2 separate regions of the Ovis aries genome follow, and region 1 is linked to region 2. Evidence: chromatin contacts called from public Hi-C data. All regions are on one chromosome and are shown on one strand. Each heading gives the region's core, a stretch centred on a gene start, on an enhancer-like site or on the middle of the called end of the contact. The rest is flanking DNA. Distances are from core to core; before and after follow the strand shown. Region 1 holds the start of LIAS (lipoic acid synthetase). Region 2 holds the start of PDS5A (PDS5 cohesin associated factor A).

Region 1 (4,773 bases), core at 2,141-4,640, 440 kb after region 2:
CCATGAAGTGACGGGACCAGATGCCATGATCTTCGTTTTCTGAATGTTGAGCTTTAAGCCAACTTTTTCACTCTCCTCTTTTACTTTCATCAAGAGGCTTTTTAGTTCCTCTTCACTTTCTGCCATAAGGGTGGTGTCATCTGCATACCTGAGGTTATTGATATTTCTCCCGGCAATCTTGATTCCAGCTTGTGCTTCTTCCAGTCCAGCGTTTCTCATGATGTACTCTGCATCGAAGTTAAATAAGCAAGGTGACAATATACAGCCTTGACGTACTCCTTTTCCTATTTGGAACCAGTCTGTTGTTCCATGTCCAGTTCTAACTGTTGCTTCCTGGCCTGCATACAGATTTCTCAAGAGGCAGGTCAGGTGGTCTGGTATTCCCATCTCTTTCAGATTTTTCCACAGTTTATTGTGTTCCACACAGTCAAAGGCTTTGGCATAGTCAATAAAGCAGAAATAGATGTTTTCTGGAACTCTCTTGCTTTTTCCATGATCCAGCGGATGTTGGCAATTTGATCTCTGGTTCCTCTGCCTTTCCTAAAACCAGCTTGAACATCAGGAAGTTCACGGTTCACGTATTACTGAAGCCTGGCTTGGAGAATTTTGAGCATTACTTTACTAGCATGTGAGATGAGTGCAATTGTGCGGTAGTTTGAGCATTCTTTGGCATTGCCTTTCTTTGGGACTGGAATGAAAACCGACCTTTTCCAGTCCTGTGGCCACTGCTGAGTTTTCCAAATTTGTTGGCATATTGAGTGCAGCACTTTCACAGCATCATCTTTCAGGATTTGAAATAGCTCAACTGGAATTCCATCACCTCCACTAGCTTTGTTTGTAGTGATGCTTTCTAAGGCCCACTTGACTTCACATTCCAAGATGTCTGGCTCTAGATGAGTGATCACACCATCGTGATTATCCGGGTTTTGAAGATCTTTTTTATACAGTCTTTCTGTGTATTCTTGCCATCTCTTCTTAATATCTTCTGCTTCTGTTAGGTCCATACCATTTCTGTCCTTTATCAAGCTCATCTTTGCATGAAATGTTCCCTTGGTATCAACTTAGATTTGCTCAAACCACTTTAGAAAACACGCATAACTGTGTCTATCAGGGCACTTTGCTCATGTCTTTGTTTTGCAAAGGCACAGAGTAATACCATCTTTAAAAAAAAAAAGGAGCTTTTGAAACATCTCATTCCCTAATGAATAATACTTACAAAAAGTTCTGTATTTGTTCAGATTAAGAAGAGACCCCACAGGTGAACTTTCTGTTCTTTGATTTTGATAGGTGTTAAATGGAAAAAAATGCAAAATTTGGAGTAAAGGCTACATATCCTCAGGTTTCCCTTGTCTTCCACCCACTTGTAGTCTAGAAGTTGCTGGGTAAAGTATCTCCCCAAACAATTTGTGCTCTGCACCAAATTCTCTTACAATTCTTTTAAACTAAGGCATGCTATCCGTGCTAGGAGAAACAAGTTAGATCATCAGCACCCAGTAACAATGAAAACCTTATCGAAGTGTAACAGACTAATATCAAGGTGACAATCTTTGCTCTCTAAAGACACTTGTTGCTGGATGGACAAAGGGAGATGGTGGTGTAGGATGGCTAAGTCCTAGCAAGGCCCTCAGAGGACAGACAGAAAAGAAAATTTCACCTATTTGCCTTTTCTATGTTAGTTATCAGTTGTTTCTAATGATTTTTAGCTAAATTTAACAAGCTGATTAAAAATGTATTTCAGGGTTTGGTTATATCTGAAAATGATGCACTATGAAGAAATGGGATGTTAAAATTACCCCAAATTTTCAATTACCTTTCTCCTTTCTGGCGTTTTAAATTTCCTTTATATTCATCCCAGGTACTCTTGTCAGCCAGATCACCAGATATAAATTCTTGAAGGTCTGGTCCACTCTGTAAAAATTCCTTTTTTTCATCTGGCAGGGAACTTACTTCTCTGACAGGGCTGCATAAATATCTTCCAAATACCTAAACAAAGGGTTCATTATGACATTTATTTAGTTTTCTGTTTAGTCACTAAGTCGTGTCTGACTCTTTTGCAACCCCATGGACTATAGTCCACCAGGCTCCTCTGTCCATGGGATTTCCCAGGCAAAAATTTATTTAGAAGAGTTAGTAATAACTTAGTTTTAACCTATTTAAATAGCTAAAAGGAAGAGTAAGCCAGAGAACTGATTCAGATATGATGTTAAACTGTTTACAAGCTCTGTGTTGAATAAGGTTAAGGAGGACCCAAAGGGAACAAAACAAACCTAAAGAAGAATAGGAATTAACTACTTCTGTCTAGATTTAAAATAGATTTGGAAACTTCTGGAACTGGCTAACAAAACATGCCACACTTTATCCGTATCAGGACTAAAAGTCAGTCATTCAAGTTTAAACTGCAATAATAGGAGAAGATGCTACAGATTTGAATTTTCTATTCCTGACGAGTCAAGGACGTTTAAATAAAATCTGAAGTAAATTATCTCTGCCTTGGGCTTTGGATAAACACATGTGTTAAAACTTAGAGGTTTAAGGTTTAACTCTGCTGATTTCAGAGAACTTTAAGTAGGGAAACCAAACTTACTATTCCAATTTTCTACGTTATATTGTGTTTGATCAAGGAAGTCACTCAACACATATTTGTTGACCAAAAGAAGCCGTCAGCTTATGGATTTGAACACACACATGGACAAGACAGCCAAAACACTATAAAACTCAAAGAGTTAAAAAAAAAAAAAAAGTGTGCCTATTAAGATGCTGCACAATTGCTACTGTTCTCGCCCAGGTCTCCCGCTCAAGCTTACAACACAGATTTGGGCTCTAATTGCCCAAACCGGTGTCTAGTACAAATCACTGACATGCAAGAAAAAAAAAAAAAAAGACCTCTCAGCGTCAGCCAGAGATACCTACAAACAAATCACTACCAGAGACTTAACTTCCTTGGGGTGTCTGAAGAATTAGACGAGATACCACACGAAAAAGGTTTAGAAGAAAACCTGGCTAGAAGTAAACATTCAGTAAATGCTGGCATTATTGGGCGCTCTAAAGGGATGGGAGCCCTCTACCCTACGCCCGCACCCTGCTCCCCCAGCCGCTCACCCGGGGGCCCACGGTGCGGACCGCGCCCCCGCAGCGTAGAGACATCTCGCTCTTTCTTTCCTAGGAAGGACGAATAATCAGTAATTCCAGGGAAAAGAGAAAAGGACAAACCGTCGCCAGATTTATGACAAGATGAACCACCCTGAACCTGTGGAACTCGCGCAGCTCCGCGATTGGCTGCTTTAGTCTAGCGGCGTCGCGCACTGATGACCCCACACGCAGACCTATACGGACTATAAGAGCGTGATGACGAAAGACGCTCTCTCTTTGCCGCATCTACTGCGAGGTGAGGTGGTTTCTGTAATCGGTGGGGTTTGGGAATCTGAAGCCATCGGCCCTGGGAAGGCCAGCGGCGCGGTTGTGGCCCTCGGGAACTCTATCGTGGTTGTCTCCCCACACAGTGACCGCCGTATGAATTTGGTTGCGCTGGAAATCGAGCCCTGTACTGGGCTTTCAGGCCTACCCCAGCTCCTCAGCCTTGCCGGGATGGCGCCGGCTTGACAGGACACCCGGGGGTGCGCTGAGCGGAGAGTTCGCCAGCTGGGCTTACAACATGCGCCTGCGAGCTGCTCCTTCCAAACAGGGCGCAGCGGGGACCGCTCTCGGTTCGGGTCCTCCCGTAGTCTTGCCGGGGCGGTCTCCGGTAGGGTGGAGCTCCGTCCGGTGGAGCTTGGTCATTAGCGGCCTTCTTCTTACCCTAGGTGCTTGTGTTTCAGAATGAAGACCATTCTCAGCAATCAGACTGTCGACATCCCAGAAAATGGTACGAGACTTGGTGTTTGCGTTTTTCTTACGTCTTTACTACATGCTCTATACCTTGTTCCGAGGCCTCACGAGTACGTTCTCTCCTAGTCGACATTAACTTGAAGGGACGGACAGTTATTGTGAAGGGCCCCAGAGGCACCCTGCGGAGGGACTTCAATCACATCAATGTAGAACTCAGTCTCCTTGGAAAGAAAAAGAAGAGGGTGAGTTTTTTGTTCGTTTTGGACACAGTTGCTTGTTTGGAAGGTTGTGATTTAAGAGTAACAAGATGGGTTGCTTTTCAAATTACGAAATTGAGATTCTGTGTTTTAGCTTCAAATTGGGCGTCTAGAATTATAGCTAGTTTCAGTGTTGTTGTTGCTTTAACAAAATTGGAAGATCAAATTCTGAACAAAGTAGATTAGAAAAACTTCCAGACCAGGGTGCAGCGGGGTAGTAATGATTCGTAATACTGTTACAAGTTTGTTTTTTTTTTCCCCTGATTGTTTTGTAAAAATCTTAGGGACGCAGCAGTGGGTCTTAAACCTGATAATTTTCCAGGATTGACGTTTAATGCAGCTTGTACCATACTTTTGTTTCTGGGTTGTCGTTCCTTTGTGAAATAGTGTACCTATAATGCATAGTAATAAAAATACTTTGAGGTGGTGTGGTTTGTTTGTTTGTTTGTTTGTTTGTTTTTTGGCAAGTCATACTTTTTAATTAGGGCAGGTACTACAATTTACAGTGATTGCTGTGAATAAATGGACTTCTTTCTAAGCCTACTTATTTCTGGAAAGAGTTTTCTAAAGTTTTTTTGTTCTGTTACAGCTCCGTGTTGACAAATGGTGGGGAAACAGAAAGGAACTGGCCACTGTTCGCACAATCTGTAGTCACGTACAGAACATGATCAAGGGTGTTACACTGGTAAGC
Region 2 (4,930 bases), core at 1,233-3,732:
TTGGAATTTTTGCAGTGGTCTTGTACTTGGTTATCTTACTTCTACATTTGCATCTCATTATTTTCAGCCTAGCAGCTAAAGTTACTCTTTCATTTACATATATTAAAAAATTATGTAGAGCTTAGTATGTCAAGCCTTTGACTGTGTGGATCACAACAAACTATGGAACATTCTGAGAGAGATGGGAATAGCAGACCCTCTGACCTTCCTCTTGAGAAACATGTATGCAGGTCAGGAAGCAACAGTTAGAACTAGACATGGAACAACAGACTGGTTCCAAATAGGAAAAGGAGTACATCAAGGCTGTATATTGTCACCCTGCTTATTTAACTTCTATGCAGAGTACATCATGAGAAACGCTGGACTGGAGGAAACACAAGCTGGAATCAAGATTGGCGGGATAAATATCAGTAACCTCAGACATGCAGATGACACCACCCTTATGGCAGAAAGTGAAGAGGAGCTAAAAGCCTCTTGATGAAAGTGAAAGAGGAGAGTGAAAAAGTTGGCTTACAGCTCAACATTCAGAAAACTGAGATCATGGTATCCGGTCCCATCACTTCATGGGAAATAGATGGGGAAACAGTGGAAACAGTATCAGACTTTATTTTCTTGGGCTCCAAAATCACTGCAGATGGTGATTGCAGCCATGAAATTAAAAGACACTTACTCCTTGGAAAGGAAGTTATGACCAACCTAGATAGCATATTCAAAAGCAGAGACATTACATGGCCAACAAAGGTCCATCTAGTCAAGGCTATGGTTTTTCCTGTGATCATGTATGCATGTGAGAGTTGGACTGTGAAGAAAGCTGAATACCAAAGAATTGATGCTTTTGAACTGTGGTGTTGGGGAAGACTCTTGAAAGTCGCTTGGAGTGCAAGGAAATTCAACTAGTCCATCCTAAAGGAGATCAGTCCTGGGTGTTCATTGGAAGGACTAATGCTGAAACTGAAACTCCAATACTTTGGTCACCTCATGCAAAGAGTTGACTCACTGGGAAAGACCCTGATGCTGGGAGGGACTTGGGGGCAGGAGGAGGGGAGACGACAGAGGATGAGATGGCTGGATGGCATCTCCGACTGGATGGACATGAGTTTGGGTAAACTCCGGGAGCTGGTGATGGACAGGGAGGCCTGGCGTGCTGCAATTCACGGGGTCGCAGAGTGGGACACGACTGAGCGACTGAACAGAACTGAACTGAACTAGCAAATCAGCAACTGCGGTGTATTAGATTCTGAGATAATTGCTTCCTTTTATATTACTTGAAAAACAATTCAGTGAGGGCAGCACCTATAATATTTTTAAGATCAAATAAAGGATGTGGAAAAGACCAATTAACATCCATCAAGAATAATTTAAATAATCAGATATCATTTTAAAGTACAGTAGCGATCAGTTTCAAGAACTGAAGACTATTTCAAATTATTTTCTCTTTCTAACTTCATCTTTGGAAATTATATATGTGCTCCAGAGGTTCATTTGCTTCAGTTTTTTATTTTAAACTGCTCAAACACCACTACACTGAGTTTTCCTTTGGCTGAAAGAAAAAGCTATCCTTTGGTATATTAAAAAAATTTTTAATGAGTTACTCCATATTCATAAGACTTAGCTTTCCAATTTGTAAACATGCTTATTTCTGAATTCCAGTCTCAGAAATCCTGATTGGGAGTGCAGTCCAGGAAATTTCTTCTATTCTTTGAGAACTACTCGACTCAGTGCAATTTACATATTTTGCAGTTTTCAAAATATTAATTTTAGAGATCTAAAGAGGAGAGGGCAAACTCTGGTGGCTGTCAAAAGAAACAAGAATGAGAAGCACACGTTGTGCCATGTTGCAAAACTTTTCCTCAGGTTGCAGATCTTCTGTCCCTAGGGAGGTTCATTATCACCGAGTAATTAACCATTTTTCAACCATTTCCATCCACGTCGTTTAGGATGAATCCCAAAAGTCAAGAACTCAACTCCGCGGCAAACGGTAATAAACTCCGTTCATCCAACTTGGCCCCAAAAGGCCGTGGGCGCCGGGTCGCTTCCCGCCAGCCAGGCTCCTCCTCTGCTCGCCTTTTGGGTCCGGTCCTCTCGAAGGCGCTCGGTGCGGCAGGTGTTGGCGCCAACCGGGTGGCGGCGCTGTTTGCCCCGCGCGCCGCCGCTTGAGGCCCGAGGGAGGCGGAGGCAAGGCCGGCGGAGGAAGGGGCGGGAGCGAGGCGCGCTCCCTGCTCTCGCGTGCTCTCGCACCGCTCGCGTGACCCGTCGGTGTGTGCGAGAGGCGCCGGCTGCCGGGAGTACGGACGGCCGCGCGCGCGCCGCTGCTAGGGGCGTCCGGGTCCGGGTCGGCGGACCCGGCCGGCGCGAGGTGCTGGCGGGCGGGCAGCCGGGGTCCGGGGCGGACACACGCGCACACGCTCCCGGAGGAGGCTTCTCCGAGGCTGCTTTTCCTCTGCCAGACGGAGAGCGGCAGTGTCTCCCCGCCCAGCTCTCACTCGCCCCGCGTCTCCCCCCGCGGCGACTGCTCCTCCTCGGCACCGCCAGCCCCAGCGCCGCTCCGGGGCGGGCGGCGGCGGCGGCGGGACCCGCGGAGCCGCTTTGTGTGCAGCCCGGAGAGGGGCGGCGGCTCCGCAACCACCTGACAGAGGCCCGGGCGCTCGATGCACCTTCCGCCCGCATGAGGAGGAGGTAAAGGCGGCGGCGGCTCGGCTCCCGCCCTCGGCTGGGGAGGGAGGGGACGGAAGGGGAGACCGGAGAGGGGGGGCGCAGGACTGAGGCCCGGCGGGGCTGCCTGGAGGTGCCGATAAGGCCTCGGCGGCACCGGACTGCGCCGAGTGGCCGGGGGCGAGAGAAGCCTTCGCGGTCCCTGAGCCGAAGTTGAAGGAACAAAATGTGAAGTGCGGAGCCGCGTCAGCCGCTTCCTGGCTTGGGGTTCGGGGTGGAGGGCAGCTTGTTTTCCCCTCCCGCGGGGTGAGGGACCGGGACACGGGAGGGGCGGGAGCGTGGCGGGGCCACCTGGGGTCCCGAAGCTTTGCCCGGCAAGGGCGTAGGTTCCCAGGAGCCGCCGCTGCGTGTAGGTCCCGTTGGGTCCCTAGTTTTGCGGCCTAAGCCGAGCCCTATAGGCCTCGCGTCTCCTTTCCCGGAGGGGACCGGCCGGGTGGGGATTCGAGGCTTCTCTCTGACCGAACCGGGGCCTTAGGGGGCTCGCTGGGCTCTCAAAGCCTCCAAACTTCGGACCTCGGTGCTTGGGGGTGGGATTTCATTGTGAAAGGAGGAATGGGAAACTCCTGGCTCTGCTCGGCGCTTCCCGCGGCCGCCGGTGCCGGGGAGCCCCGAGGGCCCGAGGTTGGCGGGGCCCGCGTGGGTGGGGGCGGCGAGGCGGCCACCAGGATCCAAGCCCCGGGAACGAGTGGGTAGGGGGGCCGCCGCCGAGCCCCGGGCCTCCCTGGAGAAAGGACCCTTTGCAGATTAGGATTTTTGAAATGAAAAAAGAGGTTACAAAGTCGCCCCTTTCCCGCTGAACTTTTGTTTTCTGACCGATAGAGGCCGGTAGAGGACTGTGAAAGAAAAGTTGTCCCCCAGGATGGACTTCACCGCGCAGCCCAAGCCTGCCACTGCCCTCTGTGGCGTCGTGAGTGCCGACGGGAAGATCGCTTACCCTCCGGGGGTAAAGGAGATCACCGACAAGATCACCACGGACGAAATGATCAAACGACTGAAGGTAAGTTTCTCTGGACAGAATATTCTCACTTCAGACGTTTGTGGTAGGAGGTGCTCTCTCCTGTGGTATTACTGCTCTGCTAGGCCTGGCCTTAAGTTTCACCTACCAGGTGTTGTTTTTTTTTTAAAGATATTTTATGTCTTTTCTTTTACCCCCTCTGAAAGGTATTGTTCTGTCTTGGCTGTATCTTTGACTAGTAATCTCTGTTAAGGCCATAATCATTATGGGAAATTAAAAGGGTATCTATGTGATATTTTTTAATTTTACTGTTTTTTTTTTTCCTCTAAGTATAAAAATTCGAATATTTTTAAGGTTTTTTTTGTCTAGAAATATTTTTGAGAATACTATTCAAAGTAGCTTGCAGATTTAAAGGTAGGCAATAATTTGCCTAGGAAGATTTTCATCAGCTTCTAGGAGACTGATTTAAGTGCAAAATGCATTTTAAAAATTATCACAACTTTCTAATATCCAAAAACTTAAATATGTAAGTAGTATGATTAAACTTTAACAGAAAGTACTGACTTTTCAAAAAGGCTTGAAGTAGAGTGATGGCTTATGTCCACATGTTCAAAGGGGTTTTAAGGGACAGTGATTATGGCTTATTTTATAAGGCGTCAGCTTATTTTTAAACATGGTGGTCCTAGTGTGAAGGTTGTAAGTTTCAGCCTTTAGGTAAGTTAATTTTTTGTTTTCTGTTACATGGTTATAGATTGTGGCCACAGCCTTACAAAGTAAGTGTTCCTCTTACTAAAGGATCAGCTTGATGCAGTAGTTCTCAACCACAGCCTCTTTGACCCCTAAGGAACATTTGGCAGTGCTGAAGACATTTTTTCTTTTTTGGTCACCATTGGGGGCTGGATTGGAATAGGGGAAGACTGGAGATAGGGAGTCCAGCTAGGAGACTGTTAAACTGTAGTCTAGGTCAAAGATGTTGAAATCATGAAGTGGGGCTATGATAGTGGGAATAGAGAGATAGGGAACAATCCAAGAGCAATCCAAGAACAATCCAAGACATTTCAGAGTTCTACTGATGAATTGGAGTGTGTGGAAGGTGAGGAAAGCAACAGTATTGACACCTTGCCAGTCTTCCCCTTGGGCAACTTGTTGAAATGTATTTTAGAAAATAATCTTTCCCCTTTGCTGTTAGAACTTAGTATGGTGCCTGGTAAATATTTACAGTGGACACAATACCTTACATCAAAATAAATCTTGATACTAAAG

What was found. A called contact is a pair of places that touch in the nucleus more often than the background predicts.
Region 1: a contact with region 2 is called in a Hi-C map of skin fibroblasts, with 5 times the contacts expected there. The contact joins the promoter of LIAS here to the promoter of PDS5A in region 2. A contact is called at or near these places in 2 of 16 Hi-C or Micro-C datasets (skin fibroblasts and tail adipose tissue).

What each region holds. Positions count from the first base shown.
Region 1 is chr6:59,297,987-59,302,759 of ARS-UI_Ramb_v3.0, reverse strand. It overlaps LIAS (lipoic acid synthetase), which reads right to left and starts at 3,390. Exons shown (of 10, transcript XM_042251319.1): 1 at 3,211-3,390; 2 at 1,811-1,983. The coding sequence starts at 3,375. It overlaps RPL9 (ribosomal protein L9), which reads left to right and starts at 3,358. Exons shown (of 8, transcript XM_004009774.5): 1 at 3,358-3,385; 2 at 3,801-3,862; 3 at 3,952-4,067; 4 at 4,672-4,767. The coding sequence starts at 3,817.
Region 2 is chr6:59,740,268-59,745,197 of ARS-UI_Ramb_v3.0, reverse strand. It overlaps PDS5A (PDS5 cohesin associated factor A), which reads left to right and starts at 2,482. Exons shown (of 33, transcript XM_015096447.3): 1 at 2,482-2,676; 2 at 3,532-3,709. The coding sequence starts at 3,572. LOC101110238 (ATP-dependent RNA helicase DHX29-like) reads right to left here and starts at 3,251. Exons shown (of 6, transcript XM_042251084.2): 1 at 3,219-3,251; 2 at 2,484-3,092; 3 at 2,065-2,440. The coding sequence starts at 3,251.